Regions from separate parts of the Rattus norvegicus genome. Here region 1 is linked to region 2. The links are chromatin contacts, called in public Hi-C maps. All regions are on one chromosome and are shown on one strand. Each heading gives the region's core, a stretch centred on a gene start, on an enhancer-like site or on the middle of the called end of the contact. The rest is flanking DNA. Distances are from core to core; before and after follow the strand shown.

Region 1 (6,226 bases), core at 1,227-3,726, 96 kb after region 2:
TATGCCGTCACAAGACTTGTCAGACACCTCCCAAAGCATAGGTGACTAAATGTCCTCAAAGCAGAATTCACTGTGTCCAGGTCAGCTTGCGGGGAGATTAGCACATACATTCTGCCACAATTCATGACAATAGAATTTCCAAACCATATTAAGCAGTGCGTTGTAGTGGTTCGTGAAAGTTTATCGAAGAGCACACAAGTGTTTGACCGATGTCACTACTAAGATACAGTAAAGGAATGAGAGCGGAGACACCACAGCTTGCAGAAATAACCAACAGATATCACCCCACCCCCAAAGTGTTCTGTTTTAAGTGCCATATTAGGACAATAAACAGAGTCTGCTTCTCATAGGACTAGCACGCAGCAGGCTGGCTTCTCTGTGAAGTTTCAGATTCCAGGAACATCCGCTTTCCATGAATCCCTCCCCGCTCCTTTCTCTCTCAGCCTCCCAGAACTCCTCCCTCCCCCAAAGCCCTCCCCCACCTCCTCTCAGCATTCACACTGAACACAAATCGGTCTCATCTGGTGTCTCTTGATCTTCCTCCCCTTCCTGTGTCAGTCTTTTGCCCCCTCTGACTGACTTTGTAAGTTGGTTTCCACTGCACCATATGGCAGCTGAGAGGGCTGGAGAGCAATTATCTGGCTCTGAACAAAGGAGGCTGTAGTGTCACTGTGGCCCATGAATGCATGTGACACGGTCACGTATAGGCAGGCCCCCGGGCCTGTCAGTGGACACTAAAGGGGAAGTTGAAGGAGCTGCCTCCACATAAGCAGAGAAGATGGAGTGCCCCCCAGATGATGTCAGTGCCGCCATGCTTCCTCTGTTTCCCTGCATTCTCCGTTCTACAGTTGTAATTAAAAAGATGTTTCTACACTTAACCTTATCAACTTATTAGTAAAAAAAGTGTGCACAACATAATAAGGGATGAAACACACAAATTCACCCACTTCTGAGCATCTCCAAACAGTGCCTCAAGTATTACACAAGGATTTAAACTCGGATGGAAAGAGCAATTTCATAACGCGAGGAACAGATTCCGTGTCTTTCTCCCTCCCCTTAAGGAATCCTTTTGTGAATTTAACAAGGACTAGGGAACTCAAGAATGAGCACTATGCAGATGCCAGGAGAGCGAATGCCCAGGCTCTCCTGGAGGGAGAAGGTAGCTTTCTAAAATGCTGAAGTCACCACACACAATAGAAGACACAGTCAGAGCCCTCAGCCTATTCCTGTCCCCCTTCTCAAGGTCCTTCCCAGCCCCATCTCTTGTACCTGGATACGGGGGTAATTTGTCTCAGTGGAAAGTTTCAGCAAAACAGGCACACATTTGTTATTAATGAAGTTAACACCACAATGGAAGAATCGTAAATCCAAGCTGTAAATTCACTGGTTTTTAGAAGACTCATTTATTTTCTTCCATCTGATATAAAATACCACTGCAGGGGAAGAAGCAGATATGACTGCACACATTTATGAGGAACATTCCATGCTCTATTGCTGTGGGCTACTGCTGGTCTTAGGAGATGATGTTGATTCTATTTGATGTAGGGTAAGAACACAATGCAGTGCAGAGCAGGCAGCCCCTGCCTCTCACCCATCCACCTATCCACCCACCCAAGGAGGATGGCTGGATCGTGAAATGGCAAGACCCCTGGTATTGTTTAAAGGAACCTGGGCAGACTTCCAAAATCTGACTTCTGTGACCTTTTGCAAGAAGGTAACCATAATATTTCTTCATGAAATAAATCAATGGACATAAGTAGACCGTGTGTGCAGGATCTCCCCTTCCTAATCTTTAAAAAGTGGAGGGAGCTTATGTGGTCAGTTCAGCACATTGTCCACATGTATCCTTTTAGAGACACTTTTTTTTTTATTAACTTGAGTATTTCTTATATACATTTCAAGTGTTATTCCCTTTCCCCGTTTCCGGGCAAACATCCCCCTCCCCCCTCCCCTTCCTTATGGGTGTTCCTCTCCCAACCCTCCCCCCATTGCCGCCCTCCCCCCATAGTCTAGTTCACTGGGGGTTCAGTAGAGACACTTTTTTACCAGGACGGAGTCCTCCCCACCATCTTTTACTTTGAGCGTCATTTAGTGCCTGTCAATGAGGAAGAGCTTTGAAAAGTCATGTGCGGTATTTTTCCTTGGTACATGCAGCCTCGAGCCTGATAGCTATCTGTCAGGAGATGAAAAAGCAAGATCACCTTGGCTTTTCAGTTATGCTCTTCATAAATTCCCTTTCAGAATTACCATAAATGTTTGTTCATGCACGAAGCAGTCGTTAAAATAAACATTCATTAAAATAAACAGATCCAAGGGCTCGGAGTGCCTGTGTTTAGCAAGTAGCAGGCTCCCTCTGTTTCTACTGCCATGAGTTATAAGGCACGTCATCTGCCAGGACGGCTTGTATAGAGGACTCTCCGAGGAACCAACAGAGAGCCAGAAACAAAGCCACCGTTCAGCCTTTTCTATTCACTGCCCCCACATCTGTTTGCTTGGCCTCTGCTCCATTGGAAAGGCTTTGTCCTACCGCCTCTACTCTGTGTTATATGGCTCTGAGCTGCTGGGTAGCAAGTCTCTTTCTCCCTTTTCCTTATAAGACTCGGGAATAGAAATCAGTCTTGTGAAACAGATATCTGAAGAGCAGGCACAGAGACAGCAATTGGTCCTTTCTCTGCTCTGTCCAGTTGGAGTTCTAATAAGGGTTAACTGTAAACTCCAGAACCTTCATTAATCTTTAAAGCAAATCTGACAGACAAGCCAGTTTCTTCAGAGGCAGGCAGAATCTACTGAGTTCCCACTTCTCCTCATTACCAGCTGTTGCTTTGCCTTGTTTTAACACTTATGACGTTGTATTTTTGAAAAATGCACTTCCTCACCAAAGTTGTCCAACGTGAGAGTACAATATATAGAAATAAAAGATTGTTGAATCCTTACTATAAGAATGCTTGGCAATAACAAGTTATACTAATGTTCTTTTATCTAGAACATGACCATTGCCAGATACTAAATAAACAAATAAATAAATTACCCAAGGGAGTTAAGGAAAACGACATGGCTTGTTGCAAAAAGAACCATTGACTGGATGAGACCTGCACATTGTAGACTCGTCTTGCTTTTCTATTGACGCAAGAGGCTGGCTTCTGTGGGATGCGACTTTGGGAATGGATTTTGAATAGGGTCAGTTCTTACTCTTATTGCCAAACTTCTGCATCCATGTTCCTATCCATAAGGAGTTGGGTATTAACCAGCACGTTAAAGATAATCATACTCATTATGGGAACTGAATTTACTTCGTAACTATATAATATAGACATTGAATTACTTCTCTGTACTAATGAATTGGATCAACTCACTAATTCAGAAGCAGAAAATGCCACAGAAGTCCAATCAAAAGTAGTCAGTCAGACACTGAATAGGTGACTTGTACATATTAGCTTACAAGGAGAAATAAAAACCAATGTCACGTGTTTTATTAGTAAGAATTATATCAACTGTTCAAGGAAATAGAAAATTGTACATTGCCACTCAAACGTTAGTGATTGTAATTAGCTTTGCTTGCTTTTTAGTTGTAAAATGATTGACTTCTCCTCTTGGAAAACAACTGAGACACTTGGCAAATAAATACCAAAAAAAAAAAAAAAAAAGAATCAGCAACCGGGCAAGAGAGAAGTTTAAAGAGATTCTGACCTCCTCACATTCTGAAAAATGCTACGTGCGACCTGTCCACTTACGTAAAGGAAAAGGAACGGTTAACCCTAAATAAAGGCAGGCTCTTCACTAGCCAATCAGAGACCACAACTCCAAATCCTATTTGTCTATAGATACCTCCCCATGGTAGGCATCTATACCTCAACATGGCTTCTTGTTGCACATTTTAACCAAAAAAAAAAAAAAAAAGTCAATAAAGAAACAGCTATGGTTCAGAGGGCAAAAAACGAAAATAAAAGCACAGAGATATTATAACTGAGAAGTATGTGAGGCAAGAAATCTTAGCTTAAAGAAAATTTTAAGTCATCACCCAATATGAGAGCTAGCTATCTTTTTACCTTAAATGTTACTTTAAAAAATGTTGCAAATATAAAATATCGCACACTAAAATTAACCAGGCTCAAAGACCAAACTCAGTGAATCTCTGTGTAGTTACAGCAGCCATTCAGAATGGAAGCCGAGGAGTCTCCCATCGGAGAAACAAACATGTGGAGTGTTTCTATTTCTAATTATCTCTTCATTAGACCTTCTTCATAATTATGTAACTTGTGGAATAATGATATCAGGACATAGGGCATTCCCGTGCACAAAACACTCATAGGAGAGGAGATGAAGTTAGGGTGATGATACCATCAGTAAAGTACTTGCCATGTACGTATGGGACAAGAATTCAATTCCCAGGACCCAAGTAAACAGAAGCATGGCTGGTAGGACTGTGTATTCCCAGTGCCGGGGAGAGAGTTGCTGAACTCACTGACCATGTTTCCCAGCCTCACCATAAAGTTTCAGCCCCTAAGAGATCCTACCTCAAAAACAAGGTCAATAATTTTTGAGGAAGCACAGTGGAGGTTTACCTCTGATCTCTACACACATGCCTGTGTACCTGCACAAATGTGTGGACCCCTCAACAAACTAACACACACAAGCACACAAAACGGAAGCTTGACAACCAACCTTGAGCAGCTATAATACTACACAGGGAAACAGGGAACAGAAAAGGTTTCTAATTCTGCTCACACTCAGTTTAGGTACATTAAAAATAAATAAATAAATAAATAAATAAATAAATAAATAAATAAATAAATAAATAAAAGAACATAAAAAACTAAACTGTGAGTTGAAGTCACGTTTTTTTTCATTCAGGAAAAGTATCTATAATTCTTTAAGGAAGCATCAAACATAAAAAAGAAAGGTAAAAGTCACACACACACAAATATGTGACATTGTAGAGGACTGCATGAACTTGCCAATGTAGAATGTAGAACTATGTTTAAATTTTTGGAGTTAAAAGCAAAAAAAGAAAATAAAAATCAGCAACAGGGATAATTGGTATTTCCGGAGCTTGAGGGCTTAGCTTACTTCAACTGGGCATATGGTTTCATTTTGAGGTCTCTAACTTTTAATGAAAACGTTACTATTTCTGTAGGCAGCTTCATTCCTGGAAGAAAAGAGCTAATTAAAATAGGGTTAGGTCAACTGATTTTGATTTTTATCTTATCTTCTAGTCTTCACATTTTTATACAGGACATTATGAGATTCTTTGAAAAAAAAAATAGTACTGAAAAGCAAACCTCTTTAGATCTGGGTTGCGTGACATGCATTGCAAATACTGTGTTCAGAAATTCTCAGTCTCCTTGGGTGTGTTTTCTTTGCTGGTGAAGTCGGGGAGTTATAGTGGCATGTGATTTGATTCAGTGTTTCTTTTCTCAGGAATCCAATTAGTGAAGCAGAGTAACACTTCAAAATTCCCTGCTAGAAGTGGGTTGGTTCCGTCCTGAGAAAATGGTATGCAATATGGTTGACTTACAAGTAGAAGGACCTGAGCTCAAGGCCCAGAACCTATGATAAGAAAGGAAACAATCTAGGTGTGGAGGCTGGCTCTTGTAAAACTAGGGCTGGCTGGACAACCCGACACAGGAGGGTCCCCAGGTGCCCCTAACCAGACAATATAAAACAGAGAAAGACCCTGCCTCAAAACACAAACGTGGAGACTGAAGCATGGTAGCTCAAGTTAGCCTGTGGTAAACATACTACCGTGTATACCTGGACACACATGTACACTAAAGCACATAACCACTATCATGTACAATGTGCACCTGCCTACACACATGCACTAATACACACGTAGGTGCAGTAATATACACATATGCACTGGCATGCAAACAGGTATACTAAGAACACATAAGCTTGCATGAAGTACTTACTTTGATTCCTTTTTCTTTATTAACTCAGACCCAAAACTAACATTAAAGCCCAGAGTGATATCATCTCACTTGTTGAAGCCCAAATCAAGACTATGTATATGACATCATACTCTTTTAAAGCAATAGTATACTTTAAAGTTACATAATATCTACAGCAGACTTACTGATATGTCACAAAAGTGTGCATAAAACAGGTAAAAAGCAAATCAGAAGCACAGTTTGGCTCCTAAGACAAAGTAGATTATTCTATGTATACTGAGTTTTATTGGTTCCTTTTTAAAACGACTGTCTGTGTGTTTGTATGTGTGTGTGTG
Region 2 (6,225 bases), core at 3,555-6,054:
GCCACTAATGTTCTCAGCATTTGCTCAGTTGAATCAGACTTCCTAGGGCACAATTAGAGGCAAGAGTCAAAAGGAAAAAATTGATTCGAAACTTAATAGAATTTCCTCCACCTGGCTGTGTGCTTTATAAATCCCCCTCTGGGTTTGTTTTCCTCCTCCATGGCTGTACAGACTCAAAATGAAAGGTGGCATGAAATATGCTCTGCTCACCACCTACAAAGGTGCATTCCTTTGCCTATTTTTAGGGCTTAAAGTATACCCTTTCCAGTGTATTTTAGTCTCTGATTTTGTGAGTTGGTTCCCATCACAGGAAATGCATCCTCCAAATTATAGTCCACTTCACCACTATTCACCAAACAGGCTGTCTGAATACAAACAGCCACCCAGTAATTTTCTAGGGTTGCTCAGAAGTGCCCTATGGCACTGGCTGGATAGGACAGAGGGAGGAGGGCAGGGGCTTGGTTTTCTTCTGTGTTCTCTCCCGACTTCCTTCTCCTATTAAGACTTCACATTTAATCCTCCTCTACCAGCTGCTTATTGTGGATTTTGAGAGGAAAAATTTAAAATGTCTCACACTTGTTCACTGCTAATAGTACACAGATTACACCTATTTTTAGTGTAAAGGATAAAGGCAGCAGAAATAGAAGCACAAGAGAAGCTGTTCATCATCCTGGTACTGTGGTTAACTGTGAAAATAAAGATTTAGCTATCATTGCCCTCTTACCTGCTGGAATTCTTCCATCAGTGAGAAAGAGGTCACTGAATCCTTCTCCCAGGAGCCTGTCTATTGGAGAATCTCGCCCCAAATCATAATCACTGTCTCCTGCTTCACTATCTCCACGGCCACTGTCTTTCAAGCTAAATTTATCCATGTCTTGAAGGGCATATCTAGAAAGATCAGTGAAAGAAGCACACAGTTTTATTCTTCAGCATTTAAGTTACCTGCGACTTAACAGCTGACACAGAGGTAATTCATACCTATAGCTCCTGGAATATTTGTTTCCTCGAAAGCTTGGCCGTGGCTGATATTGCCCCTGGTGGAGCATGGAGAGAAGCTGTGAGACCTGCTGGAGACCAAAGAGACAGAACTGATTTCTGGGAAAAAAAATAAAAGAAGAAGAAGAAAAAAAACTCCTCACGAATTCACATGCATTAAGAAAGAAAAGGTAATGGCCTGTTATTACATGCTAAACTCACACTTTCTATATGTCAGGGATTTACATATGCTAGGCCAAGCAGAAGGCACAAGCAGGCACCACAGTTAAAATATATTGTAGGAATATTATATTATAGAGAGATCTGGATCATCTCAAAACACAAGTGAGTTGTTCATGCTTGAAAGACTTTTTAAATAACCGCTTTCCCTTACAGTTTAGATAAAACAGTCAAATATAAAAAAACAAGAGGAAAAATATAATTAAAAATAAATTTAAAATATATAATTAAAATAAGAGAAACTCAGTAAAATATACTGTTAGCCCAGGTAATTAAAATAATGCCAGAAGGCCAGAAAACTGCACAAAGTTTTCCAAAGACGGCATGCATTGGAATGAGATCCTGAAGACCCAGATGGGTGATTTTTTTCAGGAGAAATTTTAACAATGAGAATAGCTGGGTCCCTTTCAATTTTTTTTTCCTTCTCAGCATCTTATTCTGAGAAGTGCAGGGACTCTGTCCCATGTGAGACATTACACATAACAGCCACAAGTAAATTATTTATATATATATAAAGAATATGCCACACTGTTTACTTGAGATAGGCACACACTGTGGCTTGCGTCCTAGTGGAATTGCATACTGTCATTTATCAATGACAACCTTAAAGGTGTGATTACTGTGCAACCTCTGAGCATTAACAGCAGCTGGCTTTGCCAGGAGCTGCAGCTATGATCTTACCTCAACAGCAGGAGTGGCATGGGTGAGTTCTAATGAAAAATTCTCTGGCACGTGGTTTGAGGAGATGGTCACCAAACTGTTGAGTGACTGGTGACTGTTGTGACTCTGGCGGCTGCCCATCTGCCCCCTTTCCAAGGTTGGAGATGAAGATGGAGAGGATCTGTGGTGAGATCTGATGGGCAGAGTACCATTGATGGTGGGCACCAGTGTAATGTCTCCTTTGTGAATCTGCCTGGACGGCCTTTTGGGATGATGCTGGTAAGTGGATTCTGCCACCCTGCAGTTGTAGGACCTGGTGTCTTTCTTTTCTCTATTGCACCTCGTGGCGAACAGTACCATAATAACCAGCAACACTGCACAGATTGCCCCTAAGGAAATAATTATGATCATAGACACATCCAAGGATGCGTGACTGACAGAAGTCATGGCTGTGCTTGTCACAGATTCTGTATAGTCAAAGACCATGCACCTCAGGAGGACTTTGGTGTGCAGAGGAGGATTGCCCTTGTCCTGGATGATAACTGAAAGTGCCCATTCGGTGGAGGAAATGGAGTCTATGCTGACGTTGGTATGGATGTCACATGACCTTGGATCTATGATAAAGATGTTTTCCTCATTACCAGCTACTATGGAGCAGGTGAATTCAGCATTTGCACCAGAGTCTCTGTCCACTACCCTTAGTCTTGTGACATGGAAACCACTTTCGACTCCTTTGGGGATGGAGATGTCTGCAGTGTTGTTGTGCATTGCAGGCCCTACAACCACAGGGACATTGTCATTCTCGTCAATGATGGTCAGCACAACTGTGGTGTTGCTTGAGAGTTGCTTCTGACTCCCTCCATCCCTTGCTTCCACCACAAAAGTGATCTGACTCACTTCCTCATGATCAAAGATCCTGAGGGCATAGATGGCGCCATTGGATGGATCAATGGTTACATACGTGGTAATGGAACTTCCCAAGACAAAACTCTCCAAAATGGTGTATGTCACATGCCCATTTTCACCCAGGTCTGGATCGGTGGCTGTAACTGTGGTGATGTACGCCCCTGGCGAATTATTCTCTGAGATGACAAATTCATATTGGCTCCTCTGGAAGCGAGGTGGATTGTCATTTATGTCATTGACTTGAACAGTAAAATGTCTCACTGAAGAGAGGTTGGGTGTTCCCTTGTCCTCAGCAATCACAGTCAAACTGTACTCAGATCTCTTTTCTCTATCCAGAGTGGCATTGGTCAAGATTAAGTAGTTGTTTTCATAAGTCTTCTGAAGTTTAAAGTGCCCATGCCCATGAAGCTTACAGATTATTTCCCCATTCAGCCCAGAATCCTTGTCTTGAACCCTGACGATAGCAACAAATGTATCAATGGGATCCCCTTCAAAAACATAAGACACTTCTTCTTTTCCAGGGGACATGAGGTTTATGCTAATTTCAGGCTTATTGTCATTGACATCCACGACCTTAATTATAATTTTGCAATGAGCAGGAATGGAATTGGGACCCAGATCTTGGGCTTGAACATCTATCTCATAGGACTTGGTGATTTCATAATCCACCGGCTTGAAAAGAGTCAAGTGTCCTCTTTCTGAGTCGATCCTAAAAGTCTCTATAATTTTGGGAGACACATGGCTGCTGAAAGAATATACAATTCTCCCATTAACGCCCTCATCAGGATCAGTGGCATTTAGATCGAGGAGCAAGGTTCCAACTGGGGAGTTTTCTAAGAGTTGTATTGTGTAAGAGGGCTGCTCAAAGGCCGGGCTGTTGTCGTTGGAATCCGAAATGCTTATTTTCAGGATGGAGGACCCAGACCTCTGAGGCACTCCCATGTCAGAGGCCGTGAGCTGCAGCTCATAGCTAGCCTTCAGCTCCCGATCCAACTCTTTCACCACTATGAGTTCAGCATACTTGGCCCCGTCCGTCCTGGTCCGCACTTCGATATTAAAATAATCATTAGCAGAGAGCGAGTAGGTGTGGAGGGAATTTTCCCCAACATCGGGGTCGAACGCACTGTCCAGAGGGATGCGAGTCCCAACTGCTGCGCTCTCCGATATCTCAATGGGAATGACGGGTCTCGAGAATTGAGGGGAATTGTCATTAATGTCCAACACGTCCACTTCAATATGGAACAGCTGCAGATGCTCGGTCGGCAGAGTGAGCACATCAAACTCTATCGAACAGTTCAAGTTCTTTTGGCATAGTTGCTCGCGGTCGATTTTAGCCCCTATGCTGATTTCTCCGGTATTCTCATTTACGACCAGGAGAGGAGAATTCCCCCGTGGCATGGCTCGAAAACGAATGGCAGAAGGATTTGGTAGCTTCAGTAAAACATCAGCCACATCTTCTGATAGTCTAGCAATTACCGATCCGACCCTCTGCTCCTCATAAATCCTGTATTTCAGATTCTTACCCAGGACATCGTGGCTGAAAAACGCCATCAGAAGTGAAAGTGCGAATCTAAAGTGCATTTTAGTATTTATTTGGTGCATTGGTCAGTTGCTAGATTCCCTTCTCAGGGACAGTTAGAAGAGCCCAGCAATCCCTTCAACTTCCTCCCCGCCACTCAGAGCTCTCAGCCACATCGGGTCTCTGAGTCTTGAAAGCGACTCTTAATCACACAGCAATTAACAGCTCGCAAACTTCAGTTTTCATACACACCGTTTGGCGTCTTCCAGACAGGAGCCTGAAGTCCCCTCCTAGTCCGGGTGGCTGCCGGTCCTCCTGGCTGGGAGCAGCGTGTCACCTCGGCCTGCCTCCCTGCGTGGACTCCGTCCCCATCTATTGCAGGGTGCCGGAGGAGTCTGCAGTGTGTCTTTCCCGGGCGATTCTTGATTTTTTTTCCCCCTTTCCTTTTCTCTGCTCCGCTGCAGACTAAACACCCGTGATTGCTGACTCCAGTCTGAAAATCTCTACAACTTCACTTCAACTCAGACAAAGCTCTTTGCCTGGCGTGTGTTGAATCGCTTCCAGCCAATCAGCGAGCTTCCAAATCCGAAGCTGCTGGAGTCACCGGAGCGAGGGAGGGCGCGCGTGGAGGGTGGGAGCGGGAGGGTGGCGGGCGCGGGCTGGGGACCCGCTAGGGGCGCGGGAGCGCGGCTGGGGGGTGGGGTTCAGTCCTCCCCGCCCCTCCTCCATCTCCATCCACTTTCTCCAAGCGTGCCGCGACAAAGGGGAGACAAATTACAGCAGGAGAGGGGAATGGGGGTGGGGAGACTGGGAGGGAAAGGAAAAAGAAAGGAAGAAAAAACTTTAAATCAACTTCTGGTCGCCTGTATTTATATGGCACATTAAATAGTTCTTGTTTTCTTAATTGCCCTTTTCTTCTGCCACAAACATGTAATCATCTTGCTTTTTTTTCAGGGTTCCTTAACTGCTGGTTTCACTTAAAATACCTCCAAGTGAATTTTGTCGGTGGAGGAATTTAATAAAATGGGGAAACTTGCTTCTAATTATGCACCTTCCCCTCCCCCTCGGCGGGTCTTTTCTCCTCCAAGGAGCACACAAGCCGATTTTCTTGGAGCTCTGTTTTAAAGAACAGCCCAAGTGGAGAGGTTTCATTTTCTTCTTTCTTTCATCTTTTTTCTCTTTGAAGATAAGAAAGGGGCCTATCTCGCACTCCTGATTTCTCTTAATTAGCAAGATTTAAAGGAACACCTCAGAGTTTGGAACTAATTAGCAAAGGAATACTACCTTATTTCAGCCCTTTCTTTAGTTTGAGCAAAAATCTTTCCTGATATTTGTCTTGCACTTAAAAAAAAATCTATTTATCTTGGGCAAAATTGATAGCTTGGGTAAAATTGATAGCATTCGCCTAGCGAATTCTTCCAATGGAGCACTATCTATCCAGAGTGAGTTTTCACAATGAGTGCTGAGGGGACATGGGCTCAATGGTTTACAAGTCAAATTTTTATAATACATACATTATTTATGAAAACAGTTTCCAGATATGTATTTTAAAAACCCAAATGTTGTTTACACTGAGAAATAAAATGCCTGAGCTGAAAATTGCATTTCGTGTGCATCAGAGTGCTTGAAATATCTCAGGAGTATGGTGCTGTATCCAGGTCACGGGGTTGATATGGTATTCTCATTGGGAAATACACTTATTTATGATGTTCTTTCTGCTCTGCGCCTCCTTTTAAGTTTATCACTCTGGCTCCATTCTTGCTTACCCTCCCCCCACCTTTTGCATTATTCCTCAGCTGTCTTCAGCTACTTGCAAATTCCCTGCTTCACAAAATCTCCCTGTAACTTTATTTTCCATTTATTTTCTCCTATTTTGCCCCCAGAAACACATTTTAAAAAAAGTAATTTTCTGATTTTTTCCGCTT

Evidence for each region. A called contact is a pair of places that touch in the nucleus more often than the background predicts.
Region 1: a Hi-C map of liver shows a contact between it and region 2, with 2.6 times the contacts expected there. The contact joins the enhancer-like site here to the promoter of Pcdh18 in region 2. A contact is called at or near these places in 4 of 12 Hi-C or Micro-C datasets (Schwann cells, frontal cortex, kidney and 1 more).

Annotation. Positions count from the first base shown.
Region 1 is chr2:136,090,630-136,096,855 of GRCr8, forward strand. No RefSeq gene overlaps it. Among named protein-coding and RNA genes, the nearest start is that of Pcdh18, 97 kb to the left of the region's middle. Within about 2 kb of position 2,477, at least 39 of the 93 cell types and tissues checked have an H3K27ac peak or open chromatin away from gene starts, as enhancers often do.
Region 2 is chr2:135,992,022-135,998,246 of GRCr8, forward strand. It overlaps Pcdh18 (protocadherin 18), which reads right to left and starts at 4,805. Exons shown (of 4, transcript NM_001100524.2): 1 at 1,897-4,805; 2 at 979-1,067; 3 at 725-888. The coding sequence starts at 4,383.